Regions from separate parts of the Sus scrofa genome. Here region 2 is linked to region 1. The links are chromatin contacts, called in public Hi-C maps. All regions are on one chromosome and are shown on one strand. Each heading gives the region's core, a stretch centred on a gene start, on an enhancer-like site or on the middle of the called end of the contact. The rest is flanking DNA. Distances are from core to core; before and after follow the strand shown. Region 1 holds the start of SOX9 (SRY-box 9). Region 2 has its middle 530 kb from the start of KCNJ2.

Region 1 (5,482 bases), core at 1,441-3,940:
TGCTCAGCGTGGTCAGCGTGTGCGCCTGCGGCTGCTGCGGGGGCGCCTGCGGCTGCTGCGGAGGCGCCTGCGGCTGCTGCGGGGGCGCCTGCGGGGCCGGCGGGGCGGGCGGCGGCTGCTGCGGGGGCGGCGGCGGCGGCGGCGCCTGCTGCTTGGACATCCACACGTGGCCCGCGCCCGCCGGGGTCGCCGCGGTGCTGCTGATGCCGTAGCTACCCGTGTAGGTGACTTGGCCGTGCGTGGCCGGCACCCCCGGGTGGCCATTGGGCGGCAGGTACTGGTCGAACTCGTTGACGTCGAAGGTCTCGATGTTGGAGATGACGTCGCTGCTCAGCTCGCCGATGTCCACGTCGCGGAAGTCGATGGGGGGCTGTCTGCCCCCCTCTGGCAGGGGGCGCCCCTCTCGCTTCAGGTCAGCCTTGCCAGGCTGCACGTCGGTTTTGGGGGTGGTGGGTGGCGTTGGTGGACCCTGGGATTGCCCTGCAGGCAAAGAGAAAGAAGCACAGGGAAATCAACCAGGGCTGTGCCAAGGCTTTAGTTTTAGGAACCCTCCAGGGACCCTCCCGCCTCGCTCCAGAGTCCCGCATTCGCGAGGGAGGCGAGCTGCACCCGAGATAAACCGCCCAATGATTAACCCGCCAGTACACATTAGGCCTTCGCCTTTTATCAGGGGAGCGTCTGAGGCCCCGAGGGTCCGGAAGACCAAATTGCTACTAGTAGAAGAGCCCTGTGTGTGCTTTTGGGGTGGGGGAGCCAAGTGAAAAAGGGAGAGGTCCTGGAAAGCTGTGAAGGCATTTTACCTCGCAATAAAATTAATCTGTTAGGATGCTGGGATTAAGGTGGGGTGCGCGCGCGCGCGCGTGTGTTCATGGTATTTCTGGGGCCTTGGGCCGGGAGGGGAGGAGGACTAGGCATAGCGGTTAGAGTTTCCTTTCCCGAGAAGCTCAAAGTCCCTAAGCAGAGCCCACCAGGTGGTGGCCTGGGGGTGTGCCGGTCGGGGCCAGGCCGGGGTGGCGGCGGTGGCTTGGCCTGGGGGCCGGGAGGAGACTCACCCGAGTGCTCGCCGGGAGAGTGCACCTCGCTCATGCCCGAGGAGGAGTGCGGCGAGTCGGCCTGCAGCGCCTTGAAGATGGCGTTGGGAGAGATGTGCGTCTGCTCCGTGGCCTCCTCGGCCTCCGCCTGGCCGTTCTTCACCGACTTTCTCCGCCGCGGCTGGTACTTGTAATCCGGGTGGTCCTTCTTGTGCTGCACGCGCAGCCGCTCCGCCTCCTCCACGAAGGGCCGCTTCTCGCTCTCATTCAGCAGTCTGGGGGCGGGGTGAGGGGGGGCGCAGAGAAAAAGAGAGAGGGGCTCTGTGAAACCCGCCGAGCTGTCACATCCGCGGGAGGGGGAGTGGCCCCCACCACTTGGCCTCTTCCAACACTGCCCCCGTCGTCCCTCCTCCCCACGTTCCACCCGCTACTGCAGCTCAAAACTTTTCTTAAAAAAAAAAAAGGAAAAAAAAAAATCTCGGTTCTTCTAGTCGGACCTGAGCCGGTCCCTCCCCGCCCCGCCCTCTCCCCTTCTCTTCTATTTTGGAAGCCCTGAAGATGAAAATAGCTCTTCGCTGCTCCCGCTCTACAGGCCTTTGCTACTGGAGTTATACCCGCCCCCCGCCCCGTTCCGTCCCCAACATCCTTTAAAAACTTTCTAAAAAACCACTTAATCTGCAAGGAGCTCCTCCTGGCCCCGCCATGGCAGCCCCCCCCCACCTATTTCTAGCAGCCTCTCTTCTCCCCCGCCCCTTCCTGCCAGGGGGCCCTCTAGCTTCGGTTTCTCCCCCCACCCTGCATCCCATCTCTTTGGACGTAGGGCTTCACGAGAGAGGGCAGTTTCAGGCAAACAGAGGCAAACTTCAATTCCCACCCCAACCCCCCACTTGGGATTGAACTTCGCAGCGGCGGGAGATCCGGCTGGCAGCCCCCCGCCCCCCCCCGCGTCTCCTACAAGTGTTCTCCTCTTCTCCGGCTTCCCCCCCACCCCCGCCACGGCTCCTCCCCGTTCCACCTACCCCTCCCCCATTCCCCAAGAGCAATCCAAGAACTTTGTCAAACTGTGAGCCAAGTTATACCTCGTCCCTATTCCAACCGCCCCCCCCCGCCCCGCCCCGCCAGCTCTCGGACCGTCAACTCCCTCCTGCTGGGAGGCGGGGCGCGAAGAGACAGTCGCAGCCAGCGCCCCCCGCCACCGCGGAGCCCACCCTGCCGCGCCCTCCTACCTCCAGAGTTTGCCCAGAGTCTTGCTGAGCTCCGCGTTGTGCAGGTGCGGGTACTGATCCGCCAGCTTCCTGCGCGCCGCCTGCGCCCACACCATGAAGGCGTTCATGGGCCGCTTGACGTGCGGCTTATTCTTGCTCGAACCGTTGACGCGCACCGGCATGGGTACCAGCGTCCAGTCGTAGCCCTTGAGCACCTGGCTGACGGCTTCGCGGATGCACACGGGGAACTTGTCCTCTTCGCTCTCCTTCTTCAGGTCCGGCTCGCCCTTGGGGAACGTGTTCTCCTGGGGCCGCGTGTTCTCTGTGTCCGAGCCGGAGCCTGAAGGGCAGGGCGAGCCCGCCGAGTCCTCGGACATGGTGGGGCTGGGGGCGCCGGACAGGCCCTTCTCCTGCTCGTCGGTCATCTTCATGAAGGGGTCCAGGAGATTCATACGCAGGCCCGGGGCAGGGGACGGGTGGCCGGGAAAGGCGAGAAGCCGCGGCCGCTCGGGGACTCGAGGCGCGGGCTCCTCTCCCCTCGGCTGCCCGGACGCGGGGCGAGCGGCTCCCGGGAAGCCTGGCGCGTCACTCGGCTGCAGCGGCGAGCTTTTAGGAAGGCGCGCGGTGGCCAGCCCGCAGCTGCCCGCTCCAAGTGGGGAAAGGCGAATTGGAGAGGAGGAGGAGAAGAAAGAGAGCAAAAAGCAGGGGGCGGTTGCACCCTTTCTCTTGTCCTCCTGCAAAGAAAAGTTCCTGGGGGTAAAACTGGCAAGTCGCGGCGCCACTTAAGTTTCCAGTCAGTTTCAAGCTCCGCTCTCGGCTCTCCAACTCCCAGCCCAGGGGCTCTTTAATAAATACACCCCCTCACCTTAGGGACCTCTAGCCAATCACAGCACGGCATTTCGGGGGTTGTCAGGCAGCTGATTGGCGCAGTCTGGTGGGGGGGGGGAGGATTGTGGCTCTGGGCTGGGTGACTAGAGGGGAGGGGAGGAGCGGGGAGGGGAGCACTGCCGCTGGTCCGGCGGGTTTTGGGGGGGGGGGTGCTGCGGGGACCCGGGACCTACAAGTGTGTAAGTTTGCTGTACTCTCATAATGTCAGAATTCGGTACCGTCTCCGCGCGAATCTCTGCGCGCGCGCGTGTGCGTGTGTGTGTGTGTGTGTGTGTGTGTGTAGACTAGGATCTATCCCCACCCCCAAGCGTTTCTGTTCACTGCTTTCTCCGCGGTCTTGGGGACTAAGCCAGGGGAGTTTGCAGTATTCAAAAAACTGTAGCTCCTTAAAGCGTAGCCCAGTTTCCGCGCCTGGAGCTTGCCTCCTCCGAAAGTGCTTAGAAATTGTCTTTTGAAACAAATGTTTTGGTGACTCAACACCCGCTGTTCCTCTGTAATAATCCATATAAACAGATTAACATGCTCTGCTTCACAGGGACTGGTGCGGCCGGTTGGGATTCGGCTGCGCTCTTGCAAAGGGAATCAATGAAAACCAAAGCTAGGTCCCGGCTCAGGCTGGAGGTCGCGGCAACGCGGTAGTTGCGAGCTCGCGGGGCCGTCCCGCGCCTCGCCGACCTTGAACTCCGACAAGTCTTTCTCCAGCCCCCACCCCACCCCCCGCGACTCCCACCCTGCCGACGCTCCTCAGTGACAGGGCAAGTGCTTTAAAGTTCTGCTTTTCACCTCTGGCCGAGTCAGAACGACAGCAGAGCTGCCGCAGAAAAGAGTTTGCGTACTGCTCTGGCTTTGAGAAACCGAACTTTGCAAATGTGGCTGTTCTGGGCCGCGAGGCTGAGGCCGGTCACTGGTTTGAAAAAGGCCAAACAAATGCGCACCGCCGCAGACAAAACACTCCACTTCGGTAGAGTCGTGCTGCTTGCCTGCTTTCCCCCCCCCCCTTTTTTTTACAAAGCACCTGGAGCGGTGAAGCGCCGGTCGTCCCGACTTTAGTAGGCTCTTCTCTGACTTGTGGACATTTGGGAGTTCTGGGGAGTGGGTGAGGGAGTCTCTGATGTATTTCGAGTGTGATTTGAGCACAACCTTTGTGTTTACACGAACCGCTTAGAGCCTGGTTGGGTCTCTGTACTGGGGGAGAAGAAAAATCTTAGTCGCCTGTGGGTTACATGTCTTCAGAATCACAAATAAACGCACAACTGTGGAAAACAGTTTTAAATCCCATCCTCCCCTCCTTCTGGCTCTCGCCAGTGTTCGCCTCCGAATTAAATGACTGTTATTGTGTATCGGCCCGCATTACAGCAAAGACTTGCTTATTTCTCATTTGCAAATTGCGGACTCTATTGCAAGATTTCAGAGAATGTTTTCTTAGAGGAAAAATTTTAAATCTCGTTTTCTCTCCTTTTCTTCCGAAGAAGTCGACATTTGGTCTAGGAAATGGAACTCTTCAGGAGGTAGTAAGTCACAGACTTGTTAAACAGTATTTACTTTTTGAACGAATGTAACTCACAAGTGGATGTGGGCTAGAACCTTGCAGCTTGTTTATGAGTTTACGAGACCTCATACAATAGCCTTGTATTCATGACTCCGTGCAAACTCTCGCAAAGTATAAGAACAACGTCGTCCTTTCTTGGGAGGAAAAAAGTCCCGCTTAGTATGGACTGATTTCTGCGTCCTAAGGAGGGGACAGTTGTTGGCATAACTGTGTGATCGGCAGACACCTGACCCAAGAGGGGACTCATAGACCAGACCTTCGGGCAGAAGTTTTAACCAGACTGTCTGTGTTTAGCTGCTTTTTATTGTAATTCCCATGTTTATTGGCATAAATTAGTGAAGAGGACTGTGACTTTAAGGTATTTTGGACTATTTCACAATTATTTGTCAAGATAAATAAGTACCTATATAAATCTCTTTTAATGCAACTGTGTAATAGGAGATACGTAATACATAGCATTTTTAAGTCATAAACTACCGGTCTGTAGACCTTTTCTGTTCGTTTGATGCTAGTAATTTTTGTATTTTTGTCTCTTTTTGAAAACTTTTGATAAACGTTTGACTTTAAAAAGGGGTTGCCATTTTTAGCCGTATCCAGAGGGGGCGCCAAAAGCCCAGAAACTGTCTAACTCACAAAAACTGCAGAAAAAAGTAGATGATGGTGGTGGGGGGTGGTGTGTGCCATTCAGTCGGGACTGCTTTGCTGCTGAGATTTATCTCGGCAGAAATTCCTACTCGATATTCCCCCCCATGCGGATCCACCTCTGGGTAGCCCAGTTAAGGGAACTGGGAGGTGTGTGTCTATAGGGA
Region 2 (5,994 bases), core at 3,395-5,894, 1.2 Mb after region 1:
TACAGTCTTGCAGTTAGAAACACACAAGCTCCAGAGACCTAAAGTACACTGTGGGGACTATAGTTAATGATGCTCTGTTGGGAGTTCCCATGGTGGTTTTCACCACACACAAAAATAGTAATTCTGCGAGATGACGAACGGTTTAATTAACTTGATCTTGATAATCATTTCACAATGTTTACATATGTCAAACCATCATGTTGTACACCCTAAATTTATATAATTTTTATTTGTTGATTATACCTCAATAAAGCTAGAGAGAAAAGGGAGCGTCTATTTACAGAGGTGTGGGAAGACTGAAAGAGGCTACTGAAAGATGGTGAAATGTTCATGAATGAGCAATACTATGCAATGGTTACCATCTCCAAGCTTGAAAGGGTGAAGTAAGAGGAGGGTGTTACTTGCACCTGGTGAGAGCTGTAGCCCCAGCAGCAGGGCCACCCATTAGGAACTGTAGCCATAGGTAGAGGGACACAGATATTGCTAATATTGCAGACCAGCGGAGAAGAATCAGAGCAACGAATAACCCTTTCTCTCTTTCTGCCTTTCTTTTCCTTTAGCACTGCTGATTGATCAAACCCAACCTGAAGCTAAAGATCCAAGGAGTATAGGTAAAGCAATCCTGAAAGATTGTTCTCCACATGCAAGAAGAGAGATAAGGTCAGAGAGTGGAATCGAGTAGCTGAATGAAGAACCAGCAGTCAGTGGATTCTGGGGATATGGAAATTTTCCTCCTATTTTAAGAGTAAGAGCAACTGAGACAGAATAGCTTATTCACAAGCCCAGAAATAGACGATTCATTGAATAATTTCTAGGACATGACTGCATCCACTCTGACGACGATGTGCTACTTGGCATTTTGTTTTGTGGCCTTTTAATGGGTGGGTGTGTCTCAGAAGATCTGTATAAATTGCCTTTGGTCTGGGTGGTCAATGAAACATCTAACCAAAGGTTCACAAAACTCATCATATTAGTTTCTGGAAAATGGACAGATTTTTAAAGTATGCTCATTTGGACAAAGATTCAAACATTTTTGCTTGATTTGCTGGTGTATCTTCAAAGACACAGAAATGTTAAAGAATCTCTATGCTACCTTATTCCCCCAAAAGTATTTAATTAGTATGAGCAACTAAATGGAAGCATCATGTTCTAATACAAGCGTTATCAGAATGTGCATTTTTATGTATTCACCTTTGTGTTTCTATAGGCTTACATGGGATAATTTTAAAATCCTCAGAAAAATAATTCAATCTCATGTTAGTATGAGCTAGGTTTAAAGAATATAGACTACAGAGTTCCCATAGTGGCACAGCGAAAATGAATCCAAGTAGGAACTATGAAGTTGCCAGTTTGATCCCTGCCCTTGGTGCTCAGTGGGTTAGGGATCGGGCGTTGCCGTGAGCTGTGTGTGGTGTAGGTCGCAGGTGTGGCTGGATCTGGCGTTGCTGTGGCTCTGGCGGGGACTGGCAGCTATAGCTTCAATTAGACTCCTAGCCTGGGAACCTCCATACGCTGCAGGTATGGCCCTAAAAAGCAAAAAAAAAAAAAAAAAAAAAGTGTATAGATTACATGTATTTGTGTGTCTTCCTGATGCTTAGGTAGCTTTATTGCCTAAATGTGTGAAGGAAAAAATTAACAGTTCAAAAAGACAACTTAAAAGTAATTTAATTTTCTGCTTCATTTTCTGAATGAGTTGATATACTGAATACTTTCCAGGACAATCCTCTTGTTAAAAAAACAATCTTGGAGTACCCAATTTACATAAAAATAGTGATTACAAGAGTTCCTTTTGTGGCTTAGTGGAAAGGAAACTGACTAGCATCCATGAGGATGTGGGTTTGATCCCAGACCCAGTTCAGTGAGTTAAGGATCTGGGTTGCTGTGAGCTGTGGTGTAGGTCACAGCTGCAGCTTGGATCCTGTGTGGCTGGGACTGTGTCTGTGGTGTAGGTACATACAGCTCTGATTTGATCCCTAGCCTGGGAACTTCCATATGCCGCAGGTATGGCCCTAAGAAAGCACACAAAAAAAGTGATTATATAGCAGAAAGCAATTACAGGTAAGTATGTATGTCAACCCATTATTTCGCAAATATGTTACAGGTTCTGCTCTAACTTCTGTTAGAAAGAAGTCTAACACCATTCCGACAGACTAAACTATACTCTATCAAATGTTCATACTGTAGATACTTTGAGGTCTATGATTTGAGCCCTACAAATTTTTAATGTATATACTAACAAAATTGTTTATACAATTAGTTGCTACTAATATAATTGTATCATCCCCCAAGAATTCTTCTGAGCTGTTTGGTAGTGAAATTGTCAGACTCTTGAGCTACCTGGTGACATTCAGTATTAAGAGTCCAAGGACTTCTGGATCATCCCTCTCATTTTTATATCAGAGTTCCCCAGTCTATTTTAAGTCCTAGAGGGCTAATTCATACCCACAGCTACAGATAAAGCATCCTGAATCCTCATATTAGTCAACCTTTCTGTGCCACAATTTAAATGGTAAGCGATGATGCTGACATGAGTCACTTACATGTATCTACTAATAATTTTTCTCCCATGATTTCAATCATTTTAACATCTCTTTTATGAAGCAGCTAATTCAATATGGATTCTATCCTAAAATATACCATCTATGACAGTCTTGAAAAATATTTGAATCCTACAGAGATTTGTTTAAAATCTTGTAAAAATAATTACCTCCTATTAAAAACATCGAAGGAGTTAGGCTGTTTGGGCAGAGATGAAATCAGGGAGCTGAAATTCTGTAATAGGATGAGGATTCAATAAAATGTTATCTCAAACTAACAGACTCTGGCAACTTTTCTTTTCTTTCTGCAAATGCTGTCTGTGGCATTACTGCAGTTAGGCCAAAGAGATGTCCTTTGCAATAATGGTCATGATGGTGCAATGACAGATGGCATGCCACTGGGACCAGGGCACTGTCTGGAAAGGAGCATGAAATTTCAACTGTCTCCCTTTGTTGACTAAGGTGAAGGCCTAAGTTGTCTTCTTTATTTTCCTTCTTTTTTTTTTTTTTTTTTTTTTTTTTAAACATATGCCACAATCATCTAGGTCCAGGGTTGGCAAACCCTTTTGGTAAAGTACCAGACAAAAATACTTTTGGCTTTGCGGCCAGACAGTCCCTGTTGCATCTACTGAGCTCCGCTGTTGCAGAGCGAACGCTGCCATAGACAATTCATGATGCATGAGCCTCTCTGGTTTTCAATAAAACTTTATTTACAAAAAAGGAAAGGGATCAAAATGACCCATAGTGGGTAGTTTATCACTTCTTGGTAAAAATCTTACCCTCATCCAAAGTGTTGAGAATACAGAGAAATAGCTTTTTGATGGAGTTAAAAACCTCTCAACTCTCTTTGAAAACTAAAGTGGATTATAATTACTTATAAGCATATAAGCTCTTAGAAAGAGGTCTGAAAAGCTTCTTCAACTAGCATCTGCCCAGTGGGAACAACTTTAGAAATCTTTCCAGCTGTGTTCATGTGCGCTGCTGCTAAGCTTTGCCAACATCTTACATATCTTAAACACCCACCAGTAGCTTCTGGGTCTCTTGCATCTTAATCTTCCTTATATTATCAGTTTCCAGTGTTTTTTGATCCAGCCCCAAATCCCTATCCTGTTTGCTTCATGGCAAAATATAAAGACATTTTAATGTAGGAAATATTTAGGGTTTTGTATTTGGCTTTCTCAGAGATGAATGAGAGTTTGCGACAACGCCAGTTTTAATTTTTTAATGTAAGAAATAATGAACTCCTATACTAGTTCATTCTTTTCAGATACGTTTGTTTTTCATGTATTTTAAAAGAGAATGGAAATGAAAAAAATCCCAGTCCAGCTAACAACAAACAGCTATCATCTTGTGCTGTTTGCTTGTGTCTGAAATATGATGGTCTTATCATGCGTACGATGATAATAATACATTATTTTTATGAAGTATAAATGATTTCATTTGGAAAGAGCTTAGAAAAGTTATCTGTATATGCGCTATGTTAAATAAATAGCTGCTAATATATTTAAGTAGCTAAAAAAGATTGACATATTAGCAGATGATAGTATCACGTGACATCATTCCATGAATTTTTTTTTTAATAGTCGAACCCATGGCATAAAGAAGTTCCCATGCCAGGGACTGAATCTGAGCCACAGATGTGACCTCTGCTGCAGCTGCGGCAATGCCAGATCCTTTAACCCACTGGGCTGGGCCAAGAATTGAACCTGCACCTCGGCAGCACCCTGAGCCACTGCAGTTGGATTCTCAACCCACTGTGCCCTATCGGGAACTCTGTGATCAGAAGATTTAAGAAATATATGGCATCAGGCCCCTAGAGAATCTAATTCAACCGAAGCCATCTGTCATGCAGAGGCACAAATTAGGCATAAGACTTTTTAACTTCTGAATTGTTGATAGTTGGGTGGCTCATGAGAGTACATATCATGGGGAAAGATGTTCTAAGCCTTTCTTTGACTCACACGTCCATTAACTCACAAAGTCCACCTGAAAGGAAGGTTTGGCGTGTTGCAACACACGCTTTCTCATAGTAAACCGTTACTTGCTTAGATGAAGACCTTCAGAGACTTGTTCTAGAATTCCTCCCTGCCACCATCCGCAGAAATAAACAGGGGCCGGTGACTCAAGTGTATGTCTCACATCATGCGTGAGTCACCTCCTCCCCTTCCCTGCAGTGGATGAGGGACACGGCAGTTTGGGTGAGAGGCTGGCTGTGCCGCAGAGGGTCCTATTCACGATTTTGACAAGGAATTTCCTCAAGGGTTCCTAGTTGTTTTGTCCTAATGCATTGCAGTTTACCTTTTTTTGGCATTTACGTTTTGTAGGTAATTTTGAGCTGGAGAGTCTTGAAACCATTTGACTGCGGAAGAAAATTGCTTGGAGCACTGTGAAAATATCATTGAGACCATGTGGTTTTTAAACTCTTTTGCACTGTACTCTGTTTCCCAATTATTTCCAGCTGTGTCTAGCCACTAAGCGTACCTTCACAGCCAGACTTAAACAAAAAAAAAAAAAAAAAAAAAAAATAGTTGTGAAGTGCCATTACTCGTTTATTTCTGCAAGTGAATGTCGGATGTCAGGTAGAGATGGATTCAGTTCTATGCGCGGTTATCATCACTCCTGCTCCTCGAACCTCATGCCTCCCTCTTCCCCAGATTTTGTGTTTCTGACAAGGGTAGGAAGTGAAAATAGGAAGAAGTCTTAATTCGTACCCCACTTGTTTACTCTCTGCAAATACTGTCAGGGGTGAAAGTTCACATACGCTACCTATGAAAAAAGGGATGCTTTGTAAAAACGAAAATCCAGCGTTAAATAGAGGATATTCACCTCCTGCTGGAATCCTTTTTTTGGAAATCATCGATCTCATCAGTTTGCCAAGGAATCCTAGAATGAATGGACCGCCTACCTGACCGACTTAAATTTGTGAATCAGTAATTGGTGCTGTTTGCCATTCTCTCTCTACTTTCCTTAAAAGTATTCTAAAACATAGGCATCTAACCTATTTTATAGTGCTTTGCACCATTTTCGCCTCCATATGGGACTTGGCCAAATGTAACCTTCACTCAACCAAATTCTGAGAAAGGTGACTTTCTTCCGTACACAGACAAATGTAGAAGGATCAAGAATATAGTGTGGTTATTTATTCCCAGGGCTGATATTGAACATACTTAAGAACTGGTAGATCAGGGGCAACAACCAATCAGAAACAGATGCCCTGTCCCATCAAAACCGACACCAGCCATAACCGCCAACCCAGCCCAGCAGGTGCTTCCCAGCTGCCAGTCAGCCCAGCCTGTTCCCAGGGGAGGTCTACAGCTGCTCTCAGACCAAGGAGACTCGCAAGGGACAGAGAATAGGTAACAAAGTACCTTCGCTGTGACTTGATTTTGTCAACATCTCCTTATACTTCACTTAGTCTTATTTTAACTAAAGTTATGAAGGTGTTCCCATAAAACTA

Evidence for each region. Hi-C and Micro-C count contacts between places; a contact is called where the count stands out from the background.
Region 2: a Hi-C map of embryonic fibroblasts shows a contact between it and region 1, with 3 times the contacts expected there. The contact joins the enhancer-like site here to the promoter of SOX9 in region 1. A contact is called at or near these places in 14 of 47 Hi-C or Micro-C datasets (alveolar macrophages, brain, embryonic fibroblasts and 9 more).

Annotation. Positions count from the first base shown.
Region 1 is chr12:8,644,625-8,650,106 of Sscrofa11.1, forward strand. It overlaps SOX9 (SRY-box 9), which reads right to left and starts at 2,691. Exons shown (of 3, transcript NM_213843.2): 1 at 2,258-2,691; 2 at 1,053-1,306; 3 at 1-480. The coding sequence starts at 2,688.
Region 2 is chr12:9,819,072-9,825,065 of Sscrofa11.1, forward strand. No RefSeq gene overlaps it. Among named protein-coding and RNA genes, the nearest start is that of KCNJ2, 530 kb to the right of the region's middle. Within about 2 kb of position 4,645, at least 2 of the 83 cell types and tissues checked have an H3K27ac peak or open chromatin away from gene starts, as enhancers often do. A contact at or near this core is called in embryonic fibroblasts, where this site is marked.